Regions from separate parts of the Ovis aries genome. Here region 2 is linked to region 1. The links are chromatin contacts, called in public Hi-C maps. All regions are on one chromosome and are shown on one strand. Each heading gives the region's core, a stretch centred on a gene start, on an enhancer-like site or on the middle of the called end of the contact. The rest is flanking DNA. Distances are from core to core; before and after follow the strand shown.

Region 1 (5,777 bases), core at 1,234-3,733:
TAACAACACTATTCTCTAGAGGGTAATTTCTTCCAATAATAGAAATAAGTAAACAAATGCCTCTATGAACCCCCTCCCTTTTTTAAAAGAAAACAAATCAGTGTTGTTTACAGATGTCTGTAATATATATAAAATTTTTGTTAATAATGAAAAGAAAATCTGAAAATAGTACTCAAATGTGTCTAAGGCTCCACAGCCCTGTGTACTAAGGGAAGTTAAAGAGCACTAACAAACTGCATATGAAGCACAACTGCAAAATACAGTGCACGATGTTCACCTCCAAAGACACTGCACAAATTTCTTACTAAACAGTAAGTGCCAATTTCCCTATAAGAAAAAGACTGTAAATCAATTAGCTACATTATTCTACATATTTTAATATATGTAGAAACTCTGCCACGTTCTCACTCCTATGCTTTAGCTTCTTTGCCAAGTAACTACAAGGAGTTTAAAATATGTATTTATACAGAGCTTTAGCCCACATACACCAACAAACAGTGTATATTAAAACACCAGCTTACTGTTTTTAGGCTTCTCTAGTTAACTAGCTCTCCTCAACAGGCTCCTTTTAAAAATGGTCCCTGCCCATTAAATCAACAGCAAGTGAACTGCAGGAAATGCACTGAATGTGTCAGGAAAGAAAAAGAAATCTGCCAGTAAAACTTACACCTAGTGACAAGTAACAACTGACAGTATTGAAAGGGCAATTTTTGAGTGTTGCTCTTAAATGAAACATTAAGCAGAATTACAATAACCTATCAAACCACATAACCATCACACCAGTCATTTTCACTAAATTATACTTCATTAGTTCAACAGATATCTGTGTCCCTGCTATGTCAGACACTGCGTTAGACACTGAAGGTTTATTCTGAACAAGCATGTTAAAGCCCTCCTTTCAGGGTGTTTATGTATAATCCAGTAAGGTACCTTCAGGAAGTAGCATAACAAAAACAATTCAATGACTAAAACAAGAAAAAGGTAAAGATTTTCCTGGAGTTAAAAAGAACCACACACAAGATATAACAATGTTCTCCACATAATGGCATATTTTTCCTGCACTTGCTTTCTAGTGTACGTTATAACAAAGACTAAAAAAATGAAAGTGAAAAAAATAAAACAGGATGCATATAAGTTTATTAAAAGTTACTTCCTTCTTACTTTAAGAAAACAGACATGGGTACACACTCAGACATAATACCTGTTGATGTTATATCAATACTCCTCGGGAACTCTTTAGAGCACCCACACCAATTTTAAAGGTTAAACAACAAACAGCAAATAATCACAGACAGTAAATAAAGTGCTTTCATTTGGAATTAGCAGAAGTGTGCACAAGGGCAGAATAAATCAAATAAACTCTCCTCCTTCCCTGGGTGTTTCTAAACCTTTCCCAAAGGCCCCTTCCCCCTCCCCGCCATCCCCACCCCCCATCCCTCTGGGCACTAGCAAGTCCTTTTTTTTTTTTTCTTTAGCGGAGGGAGTGACGTGGCAGGAGAGGCAGAAAATGACCCTGAAGGAGCCCTGGCTGAGGCTGAGCTCAGCACCTCCTCCCTCTGCTCCACGTTGTACACCCAGCAAACCCCACTCCCACAGAGTTCCAGAATTTCTGTCTTCTAACATATAAGAGGCGATCTGCTTAGGAGAGGAACTGATCATAGGTGGGAGCTTGGGGATCAGTTTTGAGGTGCGTGTGCACAGCAGGCACGGTTTTTATGTAGACCCAGGAGGCACTGATGGCACTTATGGGTGCTTCAGCGGTCCCCAGTCACCCCCCGGGGCCGTCAGCACCTCCGCCCATCGCTTCACTTTCAAGCTCAGGTTAGGTGTGGGGGCAGAGCTACCTGGGAAGAGCACTGGGAATGTCCACTGGGGACCAAGTCTCGTGTGGATGAACCCAAGAGAACAGTTTATCAACAGGTTAAGAGTGAGCGGGGCGGGGAAGCACACAACCCCCTCTGCCGCATCCCTCTCTTCTCCCAGGCTGCTGACATCCTCCCACCCCCCATTTTTCCGGCCTGACACCCCAGGAGATAAGAAGTCAGGAGGAAGCGTCCAATAAGGGTCCCAATCTCAAACCACGGCGGGGGAGTCAGAAACGAGTAAAGGGGCGGGGAGGGGGGGTAACCCCGCCAGCTAACCTCCACCGCAACACGGTCCCGCCCCTCCCCCTTCCCCGTTCAGCAACCCCTCGCCACCACCACCACCAAAAAAGGCTCTCGGCAGCCAAGCCTGGGCAGGGAGGCAGGGAGGTGCAGAAAAGCTAACGGAAAAAGGCAACAGAGAGGAGGGCAGGAAGCCGGAACGGCGCCCCCTACCCTCCCTAACCGACTTACCGCTGGGTCGGGGACCGGCGCCGGGGCCGGGCGGAGGAGCGGGCAGCACCGAGGAAGGGCGAGGCGGCCTGAGCGGTGGGCACAGCCTCGGGCAGTCGCGGGCTCCGGAGACGCCTCCTCCGGCTGTGGAGCCAGAAGACACGGTTTGCGACGGCGGCCTCTGGCTGCGGACGTGGCGCCGACGCGACCCGCCCCCTCCACCGCCTGCTCAGCTCCCGCCTCCTCCTACGGCTCGCGCTCCAACGCGCACGCGCACCCGGGGCCCCTCCTGCGCCCACCGGGCACACGCCCACCCGTTTCTCGAACTACCCAGCCCTCCCAGCAGCCCCCAGCCGGTCGCCTCCCGACGTGCGCACGCGCGCCGCTCCTCAGCTTCAGGCCTACTCCCGCCCCTTCGCCCGCTGGGTGCAACCGCGAGAACCCCGGGCTGGTCTCCGCGCGCTTCCCCCTGGCCCGCCCCCTTCCCCGCTGCCGTCCAATCAGATCGGGCGAGGGGCGCGGAGCGCTAGCAACGCGTAGTCGGCTGCCCTGCGGCCCTACCGCCAATGCCTGCGGCCCTGCGAAGCTTCAGTTCCGCCACGGATAACGGTCGCTCTGAATTCCGAACCTTCGCTCTAGGGAATATGGGACGGTTGCCAGTTTCTCCAATCCCTCGCCTGGGGCCTCGACGTCCCCTTACCTGCTTTCCCTCAGGAGAGTGAATGAGCTGGGCCTGCTCTCAGCCTTTCACCCTTGGGGCTCCCTGTGAGCTCTATTTACTCTCCAGGTGACAGGGGTGACGACAGAGACGCTGCTCCTTTATTATTTTTTGTTGTTGAGAGACACTGCTCATTTATTATTGTCACTGTTTTTGTTATTTTTATTTGAAATCTCTGCCCCTAGAATTGATCATGGGAGAACTCGGCTTCGCCGCGGTCACCCACCACTTACCGCATTACCGAGGGCTCGCCAGAAGCTGGAAATTGACAGGAGAGAGTGGGTGTTCAGTAATGAAGAGAGAAAAGTGAGTGAAATCGTTCAGTCGTGTCCGACTCTTTGCGACCCCATGGACTGTAGTCTACCAGGCTCCTCCGTCCATGGGATTTTCCAGGCAAGAATACTGGAGTGGGTTGCCATTTCCTTCTCCATGAGGTCTTCCCAACCCAGGGACTGAACCCTGGTCTCCTGCGTTGTAGGCGGGCACTTTACCGGCTGAGCCACCAGGGACGTGAGTTGAAAATTAGAACACCCGGCTTCGCGCCCCTCTCTCGCCACCTGCAACCTGGCACGGCGCCCCTTGAGGTCTCCCGGCTCTGGTCCTGCTCGCTGTTCTGGAAGGTGTTGAGGGTAGCAGTGAGAGGACAGAGTCTGCACCTAAGCTCCTAGTGAGGTGAGGCGTCTCTGCGCTGCACAGTGAGGGTCGTGACATCCACCGCACAGGTGGTTATCAGGAGGAAAGGGTACCGAATTGGATAAACCTTATCTATTAACTTTTCCTTTCCTCTTTCCACACCTATGAAATAATGATGACAGTAAGTCCATCAGGGGTTTTTCGAGAGAGAAAAGAGATGGTGGATGTGAAAGGGGTTTATAAACTGAATTCCTGTCTAGGTATGAAATCTTTCAAAGTTTGGTTAGCAAGACAAAATACACTAATGTGTGTTTCAGTTCAGTTCAGTCACTCAGTCGCATACAACACTTTGCGACCCCATGGACTGCAGCATACCACGGTTCCCTGTCCATCACCAATTCCCGGAAGTTGCTCAAACTCCTGTCCTTTGAGTGGGTGATGCCATCCAACCATCTCATCCTCTGTCGTCCACTTCTCCTACCTTCAATCTTTCCCAGCATCAGGATATTTTCCAGTGAGTCAGTTCTTTGCATCAGGTGGCCCAAGTATTGGAGCTTCAGCTTCAGCATCAGTCCTTCCAATGAATATTCAGGACTGATTTCTTTTAGGATTGGCTGGTGTAATCTCCTCACAGTCCAAGCTCTGAAGAGTCTTCTCCAGCACCACAATTTGAAAGCATCAGTGTGTGTTTAAGAAATATCTAATAACCTCACAAAGTGTTTTTTGGATACAAAATAATCAGCTGGATCATCGAAAAAGCAAGAGAGTTCCAAAAAAAAAACATCTATTTCTGCTTTATTGACTATGCCAAAGCCTTTGACTATGTAGATCACAATAAACTGTGGAAAATTCTGAAAGAGATAGGAATACCAGACCACCTGACCTGCCTCTTGAGAAACCTGTATGCAGGTCAGGAAGCAAAAGTTAGAACTGGACGTGGAACAACACACTGGTTCCAAATAGGAAAAGGAGTACTTCAAGACTGTGTATTGTCACCCTGCTTATTTAACTTATATGCAGAATACATCATGAGAAACGCTGGGCTGGAGGAAGCACAAGCTGGAATCAAGATTGCCGGAAGAAATATCAATAACCTCAGATGTGCAGATGACACCACCTTTATGGCAGAAAGTGAAGAACTAAAGAGCCTCTTGATGAAAGTGAAAGAGGAGACTGAAAAAGTTGGCTTAAAGCTCAACATTCAGAAAATGAAGATCATGGCATCCAGTATCACTTCATGGCAAATAGATGGGAAAACAGTGAAAACAGTGGCTGACTTTATTTTTCTGGGCTCCACAATCACTGCAGACGGTGATTGCAGCCATGAAATTGAGATGCTTACTCCTTGGAAGGAAAGTTATGACCAACTTAGCATATTAAAAAGCAGAGACATTACTTTGGCAACAAAGGTCCATCTAGTCAAGACTATGGTTTTTCCCGTGGTCATGTATGGATGTGAGAGTTGGACTGTGAAGAAAGCTGAGTGCCGAAGAATTCATGCTTTTGAACCGTGGTGTTGGAGAAGACTCTTGAGAGTCCCTTGGACTGCAAGGAGATCCAACCACTCCATCCTAAAGGAGGTCAGTCCTGGTGTTCATTGGAAAGACTGATGTTGAAGCTGAAACTGCAATACTTTGGCCACCTGATTCGAAGAACTGACTCATTGGAAAAGACCCTGATGCTGGGAATGATTGAAGGCAGGAGGAGAAGGGGATGACAGAGGATGAGACAGTTGGATGGCATCACTGACTCAATGGACATGGGTTGGGTGGACTCTGGGAGTTGGTGATGGACAGGGAGGCCTGGCATGATGCAGTTCATGGGGTCGCAAAGAGTTGGACACAACTGAGCGACTGAACTGAACTGAATAACCTCACAAAGTATTTTTTCGAATACAAAATAATCAGGGTGGTGTGACTGAATGATAACTTGGACAAGGCCCAGAAAAGGACATGCTAAGATAGGAAAGCATCCTGGAAGAAACTACCTTTGAGCCATGTCTTAGAGTAGATCAAATATAATTTATGGTTTCAGCCTAATCATTGATGTGTTTTTTTTTTTTGAAAGCAGTGACTTAGATCCAGTTAGACCATTGTTGTGACACTATCAAG
Region 2 (5,777 bases), core at 1,537-4,036, 130 kb before region 1:
GAAAGTTATGACCAACCTAGATAGCATATTCAAAAGCAGAGACATTACTTTGCCGACTAAGGTCCGTCTAGTCAAGGCTATGGTTTTTCCAGTGGTCATGTATGGATGTGAGAGTTGGACTGTGAAGAAAGCTGAGCGTCGAAGAATTGATGCTTTTGAACTGTGGTGTTGGAGCAGACTCTTAAGAGTTCCTTGGACTGCAAGGAGATCCAACCAGTCCATCCTAAACGAGATCAGTCCTGGGTGTTCTTTGGAAGGACTGATGCTAAAGCTGAAACTCCAGTCCTTTGGCCACCTCATGTGAAGAGTTGACTCATTGGAAAAGACTCTGATGCTGGGAGGGACTGGGGGCAGGAGGAGAAGGGGACGACCGAGGATGAGATGGCTGGATGGCATCACTGACTTGATGGACATGAGTTTGAGTAAGCTCTGGGAGTTGGTGATGGACAGGGAGGCCTGGTGTGCTGCGATTCATGGGGTCGCAAAGAGTCGGACACGATTGAGCGACTGAACTGACTGAACTGAAGTCCAATTTCCATAAGGCCTTCTCTCCTGAGTATGAGACTGCTGTCTGCACCCAAATTTCCCCTTTTATAAGGACACTAGTCATTGGATTTGGTCCCCGAATGACCTCATCTTAATTTCATCATCTGCAACGATCTTATTTCCAAGTCAGGTCAAATTCACAGGTACTAGGGGTTACATGACTTTTAGAGGTACACAACTTGGTTTGTAATAATTGCCATATCTTTCCTCCTTCTAGCCTTGTGAAACACACTGGTGACAAACAATTAATTCATTCACTCTTTCATTCAATAAACATTTGACTGTGTCGAAATATATTCCCTAGCTCAAAGGTGTTGTAGTGAGCGGCAGATTCTAAACAGCATTTACAGAGCGAAAAACAGCACATATAAAGGTTAGGAGACACATCGTGAACTTCAAGAGGGCTTTTCTCTTCCTCTCTCTGTGTACCTCCAGTACTTTAAATAGTGCCAGTTTCATTCAATAAGTGATTGTTGAATGAACTTAAAGTTATTGCATGCCTAAGGAACAGCGATTCCCTTGTAGTTCAGTCCCTAAATAACCTGCCTGCAATGCAAAAGACCCAGGTTCGATTCCTGCGTGGGAAAGATCCCCTGGAGAAGGAAACGGCAACCCACTCCTTGTCTGGAGAATCCCATGTACAGAGGAGCCTGGCAGGCTACAGTCCATGGGGTCGCAAAAGTTGGACACGACTTAGTGACTAAATCAAGGAACAGCAAGGCCTGAAGTTCATTGTCCTTAGAGGGGTAGGCAAAGTCCCATCGCAAAGAGCCCTGTAAACCGCACTAGGTGTAAGAAAGGAAGGCTGACATGTTGACAACACAGAGATACTATTAAGGAGTTCCAGGGATGCCTGGCACCACCCTCCGAATTAATCCTCTTCCCCAGAGCTCATACAAGGATCCAGTAACGCTAGGGGCACAAGAATGAGAAGGGAGCCAGCTCTATACACTCCAAAGTAGGGTTGGGTTCTCCAGCTAAAGCTGGATGGAAACACATGTTTTGGGCTCTAAGTCGATGTGGAGCCTCCTACTCTGCTCTTTCCACTCCATCCTGCCCTCACTCATTCCCCGCCGGATCCTCGTTCCGACTCCTGGAAGACACCGCGATGTCTCCACGCCTTCCGCGAACTCCGCGGGAGGAATCCCCTAGCGGGCTCCGGATCGCCGGCCCCGCCCTCCTTGACTCCGAAACGCAGCGAGAGCGCACGCGCGCCCTCACGGGCAGAGCGCGAGCTCTCTAGCTCCCCGCAGCCCCGTGCTCATCCGGGTCTCAGCGAGTCTCAGCCAATGGTGGACGTTCACAGCCCCCGAGGGCGGGGCTAAATTTTCCCTCACATGGGGCCTCGGCTCACTCTGGGCGCTTTCAGGCAACCGCGATTTGTTGGCCGAGAAAAGGGACAGAGGCAAAGTGTCTAGCGTCTGGGAGAGGACCGATGGATTTGACATGGAGCAGCTGCCGCCTCCTAGAAGCGACTGAAGTGCAAGCTGATACCCCAGTCGGAGCCGCTGTAGTAAACACACTTCAGAAACGTGAGGTGCCGGTGGTCACGTGAGGAGTGCGCCCTCCAATGAGGAGCCGAAGGCGGGGCTGAAGCCGCTGACGCGGCGGTGGCGGCGGAGTCACCCGGGCAGCCTCGGGACGGGTCACCGGCCGGCAGCGGTCCAGCGGCCTCGACCACCGCCTTGCGTGCTCTGTCCTCACTTCTCTTACCCGGGCCGAGAGGCAGCGTGGCCGACAGTGACTGAATTCTCTCTCATCCTTGTCGGTGGCTCGCCTCAGGCGGGGCCGTCTGCTCCTCGGGGGCCGCCTCGGTGGGCGAGGTTTCCGTGCAGAGAACCTCTTGGGGCTGCCCGCGCCCGCGCGGGCCGTGGTGGAGTCTCGGGCTTGTGGAACTTGGTCAGCCTCCAGAGGTCCGGGGACCTCGAAGTTATGCGTCTTTTCCAGTCTGTGGCGGCGGGTGCCGGCCCCTAAAGGGCGTCACACCGGGACTCCGCTGACTGGGCAACCTCCATTCATCTTCCAGCTGCGCCGCCAGCGCCCTCTCCCTCTTCAGTCCCTTCCTCGGACTCATCTTTTCCTTCCCCTCCTCTGCTTTCCTCACTCCTTGGGTGCGGCGATTCTCCTGCGTTCGGAGTTGTCGGTTATGAGCCGGACCCTCCCACCCTGAATTTCTCGGCGGAGGAGCTCGGCGGCGCCGCACCGCGGCACGCCCCCCCCCCCGCCCCCAGCCCCCGGGATGGGGGTGAACGCCGTGCACTGGTTCCGAAAGGGGCTCCGGCTTCACGACAACCCCGCCCTGAAGGAGTGCATCCAGGGCGCCGACACCATCCGCTGCGTCTACATCCTCGACCCCTGGTTCGCCGGCTCCTCCAACGTGGGGATCAACAGGTGGCGGTGAGTCAAAATCCTGTGGGAAATTGATTTCGCTGTTTAATGAATCAAGACTTTACATGCCATCAGCCAGACCTGAGAATTGAAATCTTGCACCGCCTTGCCCGTACTGTTTGAATTATTGCAGGTGCTTTAAGTATTAAATAGAACGGACTTAATAGCCTTGAGGCGAGAGAGTTCCGGCAGCCTGAAACACCTTGGCCTTCAGGTGTGAGTTACGTGTCTCTGCGCTCGTAGGAATTCTTCCCCTGGATTTATGGAGAATTCTTAGTGGTGGAGTTAAAGAAACACCCTTCCAGTTCTCAATGGCCCGTGTGTTGATTTCCTTGGCCTCTGTGGCATTTGGGGTTGCGGTCTTTAGTGTTTACGTTTGTGTGTTAACTCATAGTATGGAGAAAATCATTCATTCAGTAGAGTCCCCTCCAAATCTAGTTTTCTTCCACCTTGAGGTTGCCAGAGGAAAAGCAAGGGACATTTCTTTGCTCAGTTCTTCCTCTCAACTCCTCCTTGTGGTTGAATAGACAAAGCACAGTTTTTCTTTCTAGGCAAAGTATAATCCTTCCAGGATTTAGAGCACTGGAAGAAATCTTAGAGAAGCTTTATGATCTTTTCCTGACATGCCAGGCCAGATGATTATTAGGCCCCGTGGTGGAAATGAAAGCATTCTTTCAGCAGAGTATTGATCACCTGCTGTATACCAGGGCTTCCCTTGTGGCTCAGCTGGTAAAAAAAAAATCCCCCTGCAAAGCGGGAGACCTGGGTTCTATCCCTGGATTGGGAAGATCCCCTGGCAAGGGGAAAGGCTACGCACTCCAGTATAATGGCCCGGAGAAATCCATGGACTGTATAGTCTTTGGGGTCTCAAAGAGTCTGACACGACTGAGCGATTTCACTCACAATCACTTACAGCCACAGCTTTAAACACCAGGGATACAGTAGTGAATGAAACAAATAGAAATTCTTGTCCTTTTCTAGCACATGTCCCAGAAAGTATGTAGTAATGTAGTAGATGATAAATGATGTGCGGAAATACAGCTTTTATGTGTACAAGGGAGTGGGATTGGAATTGGGAGTTTAAAATATGGTGATAGGGAAAAACTCAGAGAAAGGGACAGTTGAGCAAGATGATGAAACAAGTAGATTACAGATATCTAGGGAAAAGCATTCCAGGGAGAAAGAACTAAGAAAAAGGGCCTGAGGTGGAATATGCTTAACCTTTGGAAGGAACAGCAGAAGAAGCCAATGTGACTGGAACAGAGTGAGAGGAATAGTAGTGTATGAGGTCAGAGATGTAATAGGGCCAGACTGAGTAGAGCTTTATAGGCAGTTGTCAAGATTTGGGCCTTTACTTAGATGAAAATAGGAATAATTCTAAGATTATGAGCAGAAAAGTGATGTGATTTGACTGAAGGTGTGTTTTTTTTTTTTTTAAACTTCTCTGGCCGTGGTTCTGAGAACAGACCCAAATTGTGGGGTGGAGGTGGACAAGAAGCAATAAGACAGGTTAGGAGTCAATTGCATTAATCCAGGTGAGATATGATAATAACTTGGACCATAGTGATTGTGGTGGACATAGGGAGAAGAAGTCAAGTGCTGAGTGTATTTTGAAGGCAGAATTCACAGTATTTATTGACAGATGTGGTGTGAGAGAAAAGGAATTAGGAATAATTTCAAAATTTGATTTGAGAATCTAGAAGGGTGGAACTGATCTTTACTAAGTGGTCAGTTGAAGAAGCCATTGAGAGGGTGCTTTGAGTTTTCTTTTGAACTTGGTTAGTATGAGATGTTTATTATGCATCCAAGTGGAGATAGCAGATAGATATGTCTAGAGTTAAGGTTAGAGATCCTGGCAGGAGGTATAAATTAGAGATTCATCACTTTATAGATAACATTTAAAACTATTAATCCATTCATATATTGACCAAATATATTGTATGGATCTACTATGTGCTAGACACTTTTAGGTGCAGGACATTAAACAGAATAGCTAAAATATCTCTGCAGTGTTGAAGATACATTCTAGTAGAGCTGTGAGACTATATGAAAACATTATGTGAATTTATACAGATAGAAAAGAACTGAGCCTGGGTACTTGAATGTATTTAAATTGTGGACGTGTGGAAGAAGTAGCATAGGAGTTTGAGAAAGAACATCTGGTAAGCTAAGAAAACCTGAAGATAATGGTGTCATAGAAGCCAAGGAAAAAAGGACAGTGGCTCAAAGAAAATGTTTGACCTTTGTCAGGTTGCTCGTCGTGTGAGATGAGGACTGAAAATTAAGAATCATATTTAGCATTTTGAGATCATAATCTTGATTAAAGTGGTTTCAGTAGTGTCAGGGGCAAAAGCCTTTTTGGACTGGCTTGAGAGAGGCTGAGAGGAGAGAAGGTGGGGATAACTCACATAGATAGCTCTTTTAAGTTTTCCATTGGGGGGGAATCAGAGAAATGGTGTAGAAGAAGGTGAACTCAAGAGAAGATTTTTTTTTTTTTAAAGATGAGAGAAATTACAGGATATTTGTGTGCTCATGAGAATAATACAGCAACTGTATATAAAACATTTTCATTAGCAGAATTGGTGTCATTGATTCTGGAAAAAGATAATGCATGTTATATATTCTAATCTATTCATATCTTAACAATAATATAGTAATAAGTCTCTCTTCATAATATTGTTAGGAGAATTAAATTAGTTAAAAGATGTGAAATGCTTAAAATGTGAGTGGTGCTACTACTGCTACTACTAAGTCATACTAGGAAGTGCTTATTTGCTGTTTGCTCTTAAATTGAAAGTCCTAGGTAAATAGTATCTACTTAAATGCCTACAGTTTTAGCATTT

What was found. Hi-C and Micro-C count contacts between places; a contact is called where the count stands out from the background.
Region 2: a contact with region 1 is called in a Hi-C map of muscle, with 4 times the contacts expected there. The contact joins the promoter of CRY1 here to the promoter of TMEM263 in region 1. A contact is called at or near these places in 3 of 16 Hi-C or Micro-C datasets (hypothalamus, liver and muscle).

What each region holds. Positions count from the first base shown.
Region 1 is chr3:175,834,512-175,840,288 of ARS-UI_Ramb_v3.0, reverse strand. It overlaps TMEM263 (transmembrane protein 263), which reads right to left and starts at 2,483. Exons shown (of 3, transcript XM_004006701.5): 1 at 2,337-2,483.
Region 2 is chr3:175,964,062-175,969,838 of ARS-UI_Ramb_v3.0, reverse strand. CRY1 (cryptochrome circadian regulator 1) reads left to right here and starts at 2,786. Exons shown (of 12, transcript NM_001129735.1): 1 at 2,786-2,943. The coding sequence starts at 2,786.